2 separate regions of the Drosophila melanogaster genome follow, and region 2 is linked to region 1. A link is a contact called in public Hi-C data. All regions are on one chromosome and are shown on one strand. The core of a region is the stretch at or near the end of the contact, and the rest is flanking DNA. Distances in the headings are between cores, read along the strand shown. Region 1 overlaps Dpp10 (Dipeptidyl peptidase 10). Region 2 overlaps nAChRalpha6 (nicotinic Acetylcholine Receptor alpha6).

The links. Hi-C and Micro-C count contacts between places; a contact is called where the count stands out from the background.
Region 2: a contact with region 1 is called in a Hi-C map of the Kc167 cell line, with 2.2 times the contacts expected there. A contact is called at or near these places in 5 of 107 Hi-C or Micro-C datasets (the Kc167 cell line, embryo, pupal leg imaginal disc and 1 more).

Annotation. Positions count from the first base shown.
Region 1 is chr2L:6,584,662-6,589,441 of dm6, reverse strand. Dpp10 (Dipeptidyl peptidase 10) reads left to right here. Exons shown (of 16, transcript NM_135207.3): 2 at 2,299-2,941. The coding sequence starts at 2,912. Among named protein-coding and RNA genes, the nearest start is that of Dpp10, 14 kb to the left of the region's middle.
Region 2 is chr2L:9,877,053-9,881,832 of dm6, reverse strand. The region is part of intron 1 of nAChRalpha6 (nicotinic Acetylcholine Receptor alpha6); the gene reads left to right. Among named protein-coding and RNA genes, the nearest start is that of nAChRalpha6, 6.8 kb to the left of the region's middle.

The DNA.
Region 1 (4,780 bases), core at 1,087-3,586:
CCATTGCTCCAGTTCTTGCTGGCGGACTCCTGATCTTCGTGTGGTCATTGAAGCAATAAATTTAAAATTTTTGCAAAGTGCCAGCAGTCCGATACGAATGATATACTGGCAGTGCGCTGGGAATTTGTGTGTGTGGCACTTTATGAAACGGCACTCGTCCTTCAACCGGAAGTGACTTACGCACGGTTGCATCATGCCGGAAGTCGTTGTCAGAGCGAGATAGAACAATAAGAGTAGGATGGGCAATAGAGTCTCCCATTATTCGAGTGAATGTCAACATGTTGATAACAAAACGCATGAAACCAAGTTGCAAAGAAAGCTAAAAAAAAAACTTTTCAAAGTATAAAAACGGAAAATACGAACCGAGGAATTTACCACGCACTGAATTTTCCATAAAAAGTTGCATAATAAATTTAATTGCAACTATTAAGCCGTGGAATTCGTAAAGAGGCACGTGCTTTAACTGCATAAAGAAGGTATACAAAATTGTTTAGATACGATTTTTTATACGATTTCTCAACAGTTTTTATAGCAGTATTTTAATGAAGATTCTAAAAATGCTTATATGGTTTCCGGTATCCTTAGAAGGAGCCGTAAATTACAATCCCTGGGTCAGCAGAACTCCGCCATTCGGAGCCATCACAAAATATGCAAAATGTTTTGTTTTACTTGGCTGCGAGGAGTATTTCAATGGTACATTGTTCGAGGTAAAAATGAAAATCATTTTTATGAAAACAATACCATTCGCGCTTGGCTGCGTAAGAAATAATACAAAACAGTATGGCAAAAGAACATAACAAAAGTCCCAAACAATTTGGCTACGTAAAAATTAATGAAATTTATGTTAGCAGCTACACATGCACATATATCAAAAATTGCCATTGTTCCCAAAAGTGACGTTTAGGTCGAGGATTGTGTTTTCTTTCATACATTTTGCTTAAATTTATAGTTGAGCATGCCGGTGGAGGTGAAAGGCGGGCAGAAGCCCCACAATGACCAAAGTTTATGCATTGTAATGCGCTTCGAGGAAGCGGAGTGCACAGTGAATGCTCCCCAAAGATGACTCAGGCGAATGATAAACACTCTTCCCTTCCAAAACCTCTCCCCTCTTGCTGCCATGGGGCTATTGTAGATTATTTGTGTGTCATTGGCTATTTAAGCCAAAGCTTCTCTTGGGGCCAAGAACAAGTTTTAACGCTTTTTCGACAGGAATATGTATGCTGCTTTTATTTGGATGTGGTGTCATTTGTCTTCCTCATGCCGTCGAGCTACAAAGCTGACATTCAGGGTAATTATAGTATACATATAGAAAATGGCTTTGATAGCCTTTGGATTATGGGGATAACACTCGCTTGATCCTCTTGTGGCTCGGAAAGCTGTTGAGTCATTGAAGCAGCAGAAAATCGGTTTTCACCTCTTATTTAAATTTAAACTTAATTATTTTTGTAGCCTATAAACTTATTTATTCATATGATGGCGATCACTTGAAATTCTCTTTAACACCACAAACAAATGTTACGGACTTTAGCCCAATTTCCACCCAACTATGAATGTCTCTCCACATCTGCACATACCCTGTAGTCATTGTTAACTGTGCATGCATTTTGCATAATAAGCTACTTATAAGCGGTACCAAGAAAAAAAAAGCAAAGGAGCGAGAAAAAACTTGCCATAACTTAAATTGAAAATGTAATGCTATTAACACTGCTCTCTGCCACTGCACCCTGCCCCATGGATTTAATTTGCATATAACAGAGCAGTCGTGTTTAAAGTGTAGCAACCACGCCCCCTTTTCCACCGTCTGCGACATTTTGCATAATAAACAGATTAGTTTTTTGGGTTTACCTGCATGTTTCTACCCACCAATCGAAAAGTACAAGACTGGAAACATACATAGTCGCAGTACATGTAATTAGAACTAACATCGCCTGCTTTTGGGCAGCGGCCTTTGTTTATGCAAATATTTAAGCACTAGACTACTTAACCCACATTCAAATGCCAGCAAAGCCCAACACAGACAAGAACGAAAGTATGCAGCATGTGTCATGTTATATAAGCACAACCCTAACACCCCCGCATATACACACACACGCACACACGACCAAGGCTAAAAGCACAACAAACAACAAATTGGCACTAACAACAACAACACACGGTGCATATGAACAGCAACCAAGAACAACAACAACACCAACAAAACACCAGAGCAACAAGAAAATGTTTAAGCAAGAAGTGAATTTTAAAATATCGTGTGTGTTTTTTCTTCCCCACTCCAAAACCCACTCTATTCCAATTTAGCGCTTGGCCTAAAAGTATGCTGCATCATTAGTGTCTCAACAACGGGCACAACTACACCAACGCCTACTACAACTACAACTACACCAACAAAGGATGAACTGTGCTGGCTGCAGCTGGGAAAACTAAGAATGCACGCTCATTAGGCGGTGCAGACGCGGCGAGCAAAAGCGCACTGCGAGTTCCTAAGTCAAACGTCGAAAAAACAACGCCCCTACCAAACCATAATTAGCAACAACAAAACAAGAAGCACAGGGCAACGGGGCGTGGTCGACGCAAGGCGGAAGGACAGCTGGCAAAAGTCAAGGACGAAAGTTGCCGAATAATTCGCGAAAGCATGACCATGGGTAGTAACTTCAGTTATCTCGAATCCCACCAGACGCCCAAGGCGGACGCAGCGAGCTGATTTTCACAACTAGACAAATAGCCAGAGCTTGCGAATAAATCGCCTGGTGCAGCTGATAGATTCGATTAGCAGTCTGAAAAGCATAAAGCCAGCGGACCACAGAGACAACAGCCGGCGGCTTCTTTAATTTGTCAACCAAACAACACCCACCCCACCGCGCCCATCGGACATCCGCTAAATCCATCGCCGTAAGCCCACAAATATCGCGTCATGCCGGAGCAGGATAATTACGATGATGAGGTAATTTCTTTTGTTACACATTTTGCGTACGCAGCCAGCAGAGGAATATGTTTTGAGCCCAAATATAATTAGGCATAATTAATTTTAAAAACAAATATTTTCCGGTCTGCGTGTGTGCGTGTGCCGATATCCTGAGTTTCCGGTTATCGCGGAGCTCAGTCGAAAGTCAAGGAAACCTTAAACTTCTGGTTGGGATTAAAATTTCAAATTGTTTAATGGCGGGGAAAATTGAAAAGCGCCAGGAGAATACATAAGTCTGGCGTGGCATTAGAAAGTTGGCTAGCTCTGACGTAAGCAGAATGTAAGGGTTATTGTTATGCAATCTAATTAACTCTCTAGCGTCATTACGGCACATTTATGTAAATATGGCAATTTAATTTGAATTCCAGCACAAGGAAAATGCCTTGAAGGCAGTGCAACTGAATTTTTGGTAATTTACGTAATGAAAAAGCGTTGTCAAACGTAAAACACAAAGCTTTCATTATACTCGCTTTTTTTTATTAAATGACAATATTTACCAAATCATGAAATTGGCTATAATTAGGTATGCAAATATGCGCGTTTGAGGAGGTTAATTAGTTGACTGTTGCATAAAAAGTGCACACATTGTTTTAATAAATAAAGATGAAGTTTTTTAAATCAATGGACTGCCATACTTTTAGTACTTTAACTTTAACTTAGTACTTTAACTTTGATTACCTAAAATCCTTAAATTTACATTGCTTAATATTTGCTGAACGACTAGGAGAGTCACTTGGGGAAATCCTCGATTGGTTTATCCCGAGATTACCTTCCGCGATTGAATTTATTATTAGCTTCACTTGTCCGACGAGCTGACTTAGCACTTACATCGCCACTTCAGTCGCTACTCACTCTGATTTCAACTTTGAGAAGGACTCTGGGGAGGCAGGAAAGTTCGCCGACTACTCCACGCAGAGACTTGAGTTTCCTACCAGCTTTTCCACCATCCAACATCCACTTTCGCTTTTCCGACTTTTCCGGACTTTGATGGTCAGCTTCTCGTGCCGCTTGGCTGGATTCTTTGCGGCGCCGTGGCATCAACTCTGTGGCTGCGATGCTAATTGAAATAAATTCCGCATGTTATTCAAATGCAAAACGCTGACGGAGCTGACTACAATTGCGAAATTGAATTAGCCATGCAACGCGTGTCTGTGTGTGTGTGCTTGGCATACCAAGTCATCTGGGGAGGACTTTTCCGCCCAAGTGGGAGTGTCAATCGCTGCCCAGAATAAACAGCCAGTCGCAATGGCAATCAGCCATTCGAGTGGAAATCAATTAGCCGGAATTTCCACTTCGATTACCACCCACCAACGCATAGATGTGCCTTTTGCCCGCCCACACTTTTGGCCATATATTTTGGGAGCAATCGAGTTGGCCAGTGCACTGCATCCATTTTAACTGTTTTGACTATGCTAATTTCGGCTGACAGGTGTTGCTGTTGCTGAAGGAAAGGTTCTGAGGTAGAGTCAATATTTGCTAAATATGTGATTAATATTGGGATTTCCCTTGGCAGGTTGAAGATTAAATGTTACAATACATATTAATTTCGATCTATGATTTAATATGAGGTTGCTTAGTAAGTTTGTGTGATTGAAAATGTGTACGAATAGATTACATTTATGACAGCTTTACACTTTATGAGTATCCTGTTCCGAGACGTATTTCCTTCATAATTTATTTTGGGCTACCTTACCCAGTTTCGGTGAGTGTTTACTTACCAATAAATCATGTTAAGTCAAGCTTAAAATCATAAAATTGAAACTGCCATTGGCGAAATGGTTCAAAATAATCACTCTTGCTCGAACAACCAGTCAAAGT
Region 2 (4,780 bases), core at 838-3,337, 3.3 Mb before region 1:
GGAATGCACAAAGTATAAACCTCATCACGATGCACAGTGCGAGGTATCCTTGCTGCCGTAAACTTATCCTTAAAGGAAAAGTTATTATGCATATAGTACGCACTTTTTGTTTCCTCTTTTATTCGCCTGAAATATGAGACTTAAGTAATTAGCAAGAGGCGGAATTGCTTTGGGGGTCAGCAAATAGTTTACGATGGCCAGGAAAAATACCTACAGGTGTAAGCTTTAAATTGTTAGTTGACCCCCGAAAATGCTGCACAACAATATGAACAACTTTCGGCCGGGTAATTACATTTTTACGAATGCAGCTGCTGAAAAGTATCAAGTTACTTATTAAATTTCATTGAGCTTGCAGTTGTATTGTAGTTAAACTTCTCTGACGTGAGTGTAAGAAAAGTTAATAAAGCATACGGAATTAATTCCAAAAAAGCTAACATAATAAACTTTTAATAACTTCAAATCGTAAAATAAAGCGACAGACAAATTAAATTTTTAGATATGTATTGTGCAGGGTAAATGATGGCTAGCTTAAAGAATATATACCTATATTTTACAGAAGTCATAAAAGCAATTATATATCTTTAAAATTTTAAAAGCTGCACCATACTTAAGCTTTAGTTTTATACAATAGAACTTTTCATATAAAAATAAAATTGTCAGTAAGATAATAATACTTAACTTTAAACAGTTAAGAACTTCGCTCGAAAGTTTTATCGACACACGTGTTGTTTGAATATGTCAAAAATTTAACTTAACTTAAAAGCAATTATTTTATTCCTAACTTTAGATCTCGGAAATTTCACCCGTTGTCCAAGTTTCAATTGGCAAACAAAGGGGAAAAGTTTTTTAATTGCTCATTACGTCTGAATCAGGTTGCTGCACTTGCCGCAGTGGAAAAGCCGCAGATTTTCATCATACGTACATCAAAAGCATTTCTAATCAGCAGGCAGTCGGCAAAAACAACAACAGCAACAAACAATATGTGTGTGTGTTTGTGTGTGTGTGGTGAAAGCGGAAACAAGTTGCAAGTTTACTTATCCTGCCTTTCCCCTTTTCCATCTATTTTTTTTTGCCAGCCATTGTTACGTTTGCGTATGTATGACTATGTACACAGTGAAAAATAATCATCCTTTCGATCACATTTTACCACAACCTGAAAACATCAACGAATCCAAAAGCAGTGAGTGTATCATGCGTTTTATTCTGCTAGCTAAATCAACAGATTTCACTGCCGTTTTTTTATTTCAATCAGCGGCCTTTTCAAATGAAATAACAATTTAAACATGTCCATATTTTTTTTCTCCCTACTTGTGTGTATGTGTGCGTGGGAATTGGAGCACGTAACAAAAAAAAAAAAAAAATGAAGAAAAAACGAGCAGAGACACCACACAGAAATAGAAATCATTTGAAATCATGCCGCACTCATAAAACACTTAAAGGACAATTTTGCTGTCATGCGGAGAAAAAAGGGGGAAAGCTGCCTTTTGCTGGCGCTTTTCCTTGGCAGGAACTTGGGGTTAATTAAATAAATTCCTAACCCACTTTTGCCCGAGCAGAAGCTTCATAAATTTTTGAACAAATACTGCCAAAAAAAAAAAAAATGAAATAAAATGGAAGCAAAACGAATTGGTTATACATAAATATTGGTGTGCGTGTGTATGCTGGGGTTTTCAGCAAGCTTTCACCCGCAAGACAACAACAAAGGGCTTGCAACAATTGGCAGGACTCCGTTTGCCGTGCTCTTCCAAGTGTAAACAGAAGTTGAGTTGGTCGAGTCCCTATTTCTCTCTTTTGCTCAAAATGAGTTTTGGTGAAAACTCACTCAAATGTTCCATCAATGGACCGATGAGTCCAGAGTCCTGAGTCCTGTGCCACTGATAACAGCCGCACACACTCACACTCACCCACACCAGACAGGACACACGGATAGAGCTGTTTAAAAAGATGTCCTAGCACACCAAAAAAAAAAAGGAAGAAAAATACACCGATTCCTAGAGTAACAGCGCGGAAAACGTTTGATAACGCCGCGCGCACAAAAGTATGCTACACAAAAGCCAGCTCGCTCTCTCTAACTCCCGCTCACCCACTCCCCGCGTCTGTGTGTGCTTCCTGTGTATTGGTGTGCACGGCTGTTTGACTGTGCATTGGTATGGGTGGTAGTAAATAAGCAAAAGGCAAAGACGGAAATAAAAAGGGCAGCAAGTGGACAAGACAATGAAATTGTCATAAATAACAACGTTGTCTACCAACAACAGGCAAAAAGCAGCAACACCAACAACAACAACAACAACATCGACAGGACAACCAACAACAAAGGCTCAACTAGCTGAGTGACTGGGAATCTTTTTTCGGCTGTCGTTGTTGCCTTTTTTTTCGGTGTCTCTTGGTCAGTGGCTCAACTCTTTTTATCATTTATACCAGGCCCCCGTCCCCAGGGTATTATTTGGGTAGATTAAGTTGATGGAACTCGGCGAGAAGGATTCGGAGCTCTAAGGTGTATTTTATGAGGCAAGCCGAGAAGTGGAGAAAGTGAAAGCGGTTAAAAGGGATTAGGGGTCGATTTTTTCGAAAGTTAGGAGAATTAGGAAATATTCAATAGGACAGAGGATATTTTGGTTTTTATAGCTTTCATTTTAATATTTTTGGTAATGTATTAAAATAAAACTGCCTTGAACTTTAAACTAAACTGGATTGATTTCAAACCTTTAAAAATTCCCGACTCTGGTGAGACATGTTTTTTTTTTGGAATCTTAAGTAATCTAATTTCCTGGCCATCGATAACTGTTTGATTTATGGAAAAAGTAAAAAAAAGAAAACAAACTTTTGCCTAGGAAATCACTCGAGGGACTCTCCACATTCGAGTAGCTTCAGTTGGAACTCTTCTGTACATTGGATCTATATTCCTTACCGAGTTTTCCCATCTCCATTTCCCTTTATTTTAGTTGCTTTCTTTTCATTTTTTTCCTCCTTTATTATATTTTTTTTTTTTAGTTTGCCCTGTGTTCTCATAACGGATATTCGAAATGGCTGCTGCGGCGGCTTTAAGTGACTTTTGTCACACTTTGTGCGCTCGGCCATCCAAACAGCAGTACTTATAGTTATCGAAGGGGTATATAAGAGGTCCTGCGATGCTACTAAGGAGGTCCTGCGGAGCTGGAGGGATTGCCAGGAGGATACTCACATTAAACTAATGTTTAGTTGGCAGTCGCAACAGTTTTGCGAGTGTTGCGACCCTCGAAACTTTGACCGTAAATTGTGGCACGTGATGGGCGTTTGCAATGGAATGGGATGATGTCGTATGAATCGCAATGGTGGGTCATATCAGAAAGTGCCGCGCCATGATTGTTCTGGGCGGCGTGACCGGGGTCACTTGGTATTGAATTTAATTTTAATGGATTGTGACGGTCTGGAGCGACTTGGAAAAAGGCAACAATGTTTAATACTGTGTATTTAGAGCCAAATTTCAGAGAGTCGTGCAACAGGCCATGAACAGATACAATTGTATTCGAAATGGATAGGCAAGACCTTATTAAGCTGATTACATTGCGTATTCTGATTAAGTTGTCTTTTATGCTTGGGAATTTGGGAGGAAATCAATCAAAATAGTGGGCATTCACAATTTAGACGGCAAAGCGGAAAAGCGGCAGATTGATTGACTTGTAGCAAATTAAACGATAATACCATATGAACCTCATAGTTAATATCAATAAACATTTACGTACTTAAATATTCACATCACTCTCTTTCGATCTCTCTCTCTCTCTCTTTCTTTTTCTCTTTTCTATCTCTTTTTGGCCTGCCATACAGATAAAAATCCAATTTAAATAAAAGTTTTTTTCATTATAACTCACCACATAAAGGCAATATGCAAATATTAAACAAAAAAACACTCAGAAAATGTTAAACAAAAATAAATGAATGCAAATTAAAAAGCACGAGGAAAAGCCAAAACAAATAACAACAACAACAACAATGTGTTCATAACTATTAAAAACAGAAAATTAAAATAAAAAAGCAGTGGCTTAAATTAACGCATAATGCTAAATCGAAACCAAACTCATCTGAATCTCTACTCTCGCATCCATGTTTCTGCATCCGCACCCGTATCCGCATACGCATTCGCATCCGCACCTGTATCTGTATCCGAATCAGTATCGTTGCATCTGCTAAGCGAATGAGACGATGCAGCAGCAAACATGCCAGCTAAATTCCAATCCAAAAGCCCAGAATCAATACTTCAATCAGTCTGGCCAGCAAGCAATCAAGCAATTCCATCATCAATCTCGCAATTGCCATCAACTCATCAACAATAACAAATGCAACCAGCACTGCAACAACTGTCCCAACTTAAATGCCACTAACTAAATGCATCCAACTAAAGCAAACTAACTTAAATAACTCGAAACAATAAGCCTAAAAAAAAAAAGAAAGAAAATAACCAAAACACCACTCGAAGGCGAACGAAAAGAGAACGAATTCAATACAATTTTCATATTAATTATGGAACATTCATCAACAATTTTGTTGTGTTTGTTCCATTGTAAAAGCCAAAAGGTCGCCGATACTTTGCAGCTGCAGCAACAACGACAACTGCAAAAATCCGCAACAACTCCAGCATCAGCAGCAGCAACAAAATCCATTAGAAGACCAACAACATCCGCAGCAGCAAAATCGGCAGCAGCATCAGCAACGCAGCAGCAACTACAAGCTTCATTTCGACAAAATTGCTGGGTAAGTGGAATGTGGAAGATACAATTTTTGTGTGAATCGAAACGGAACA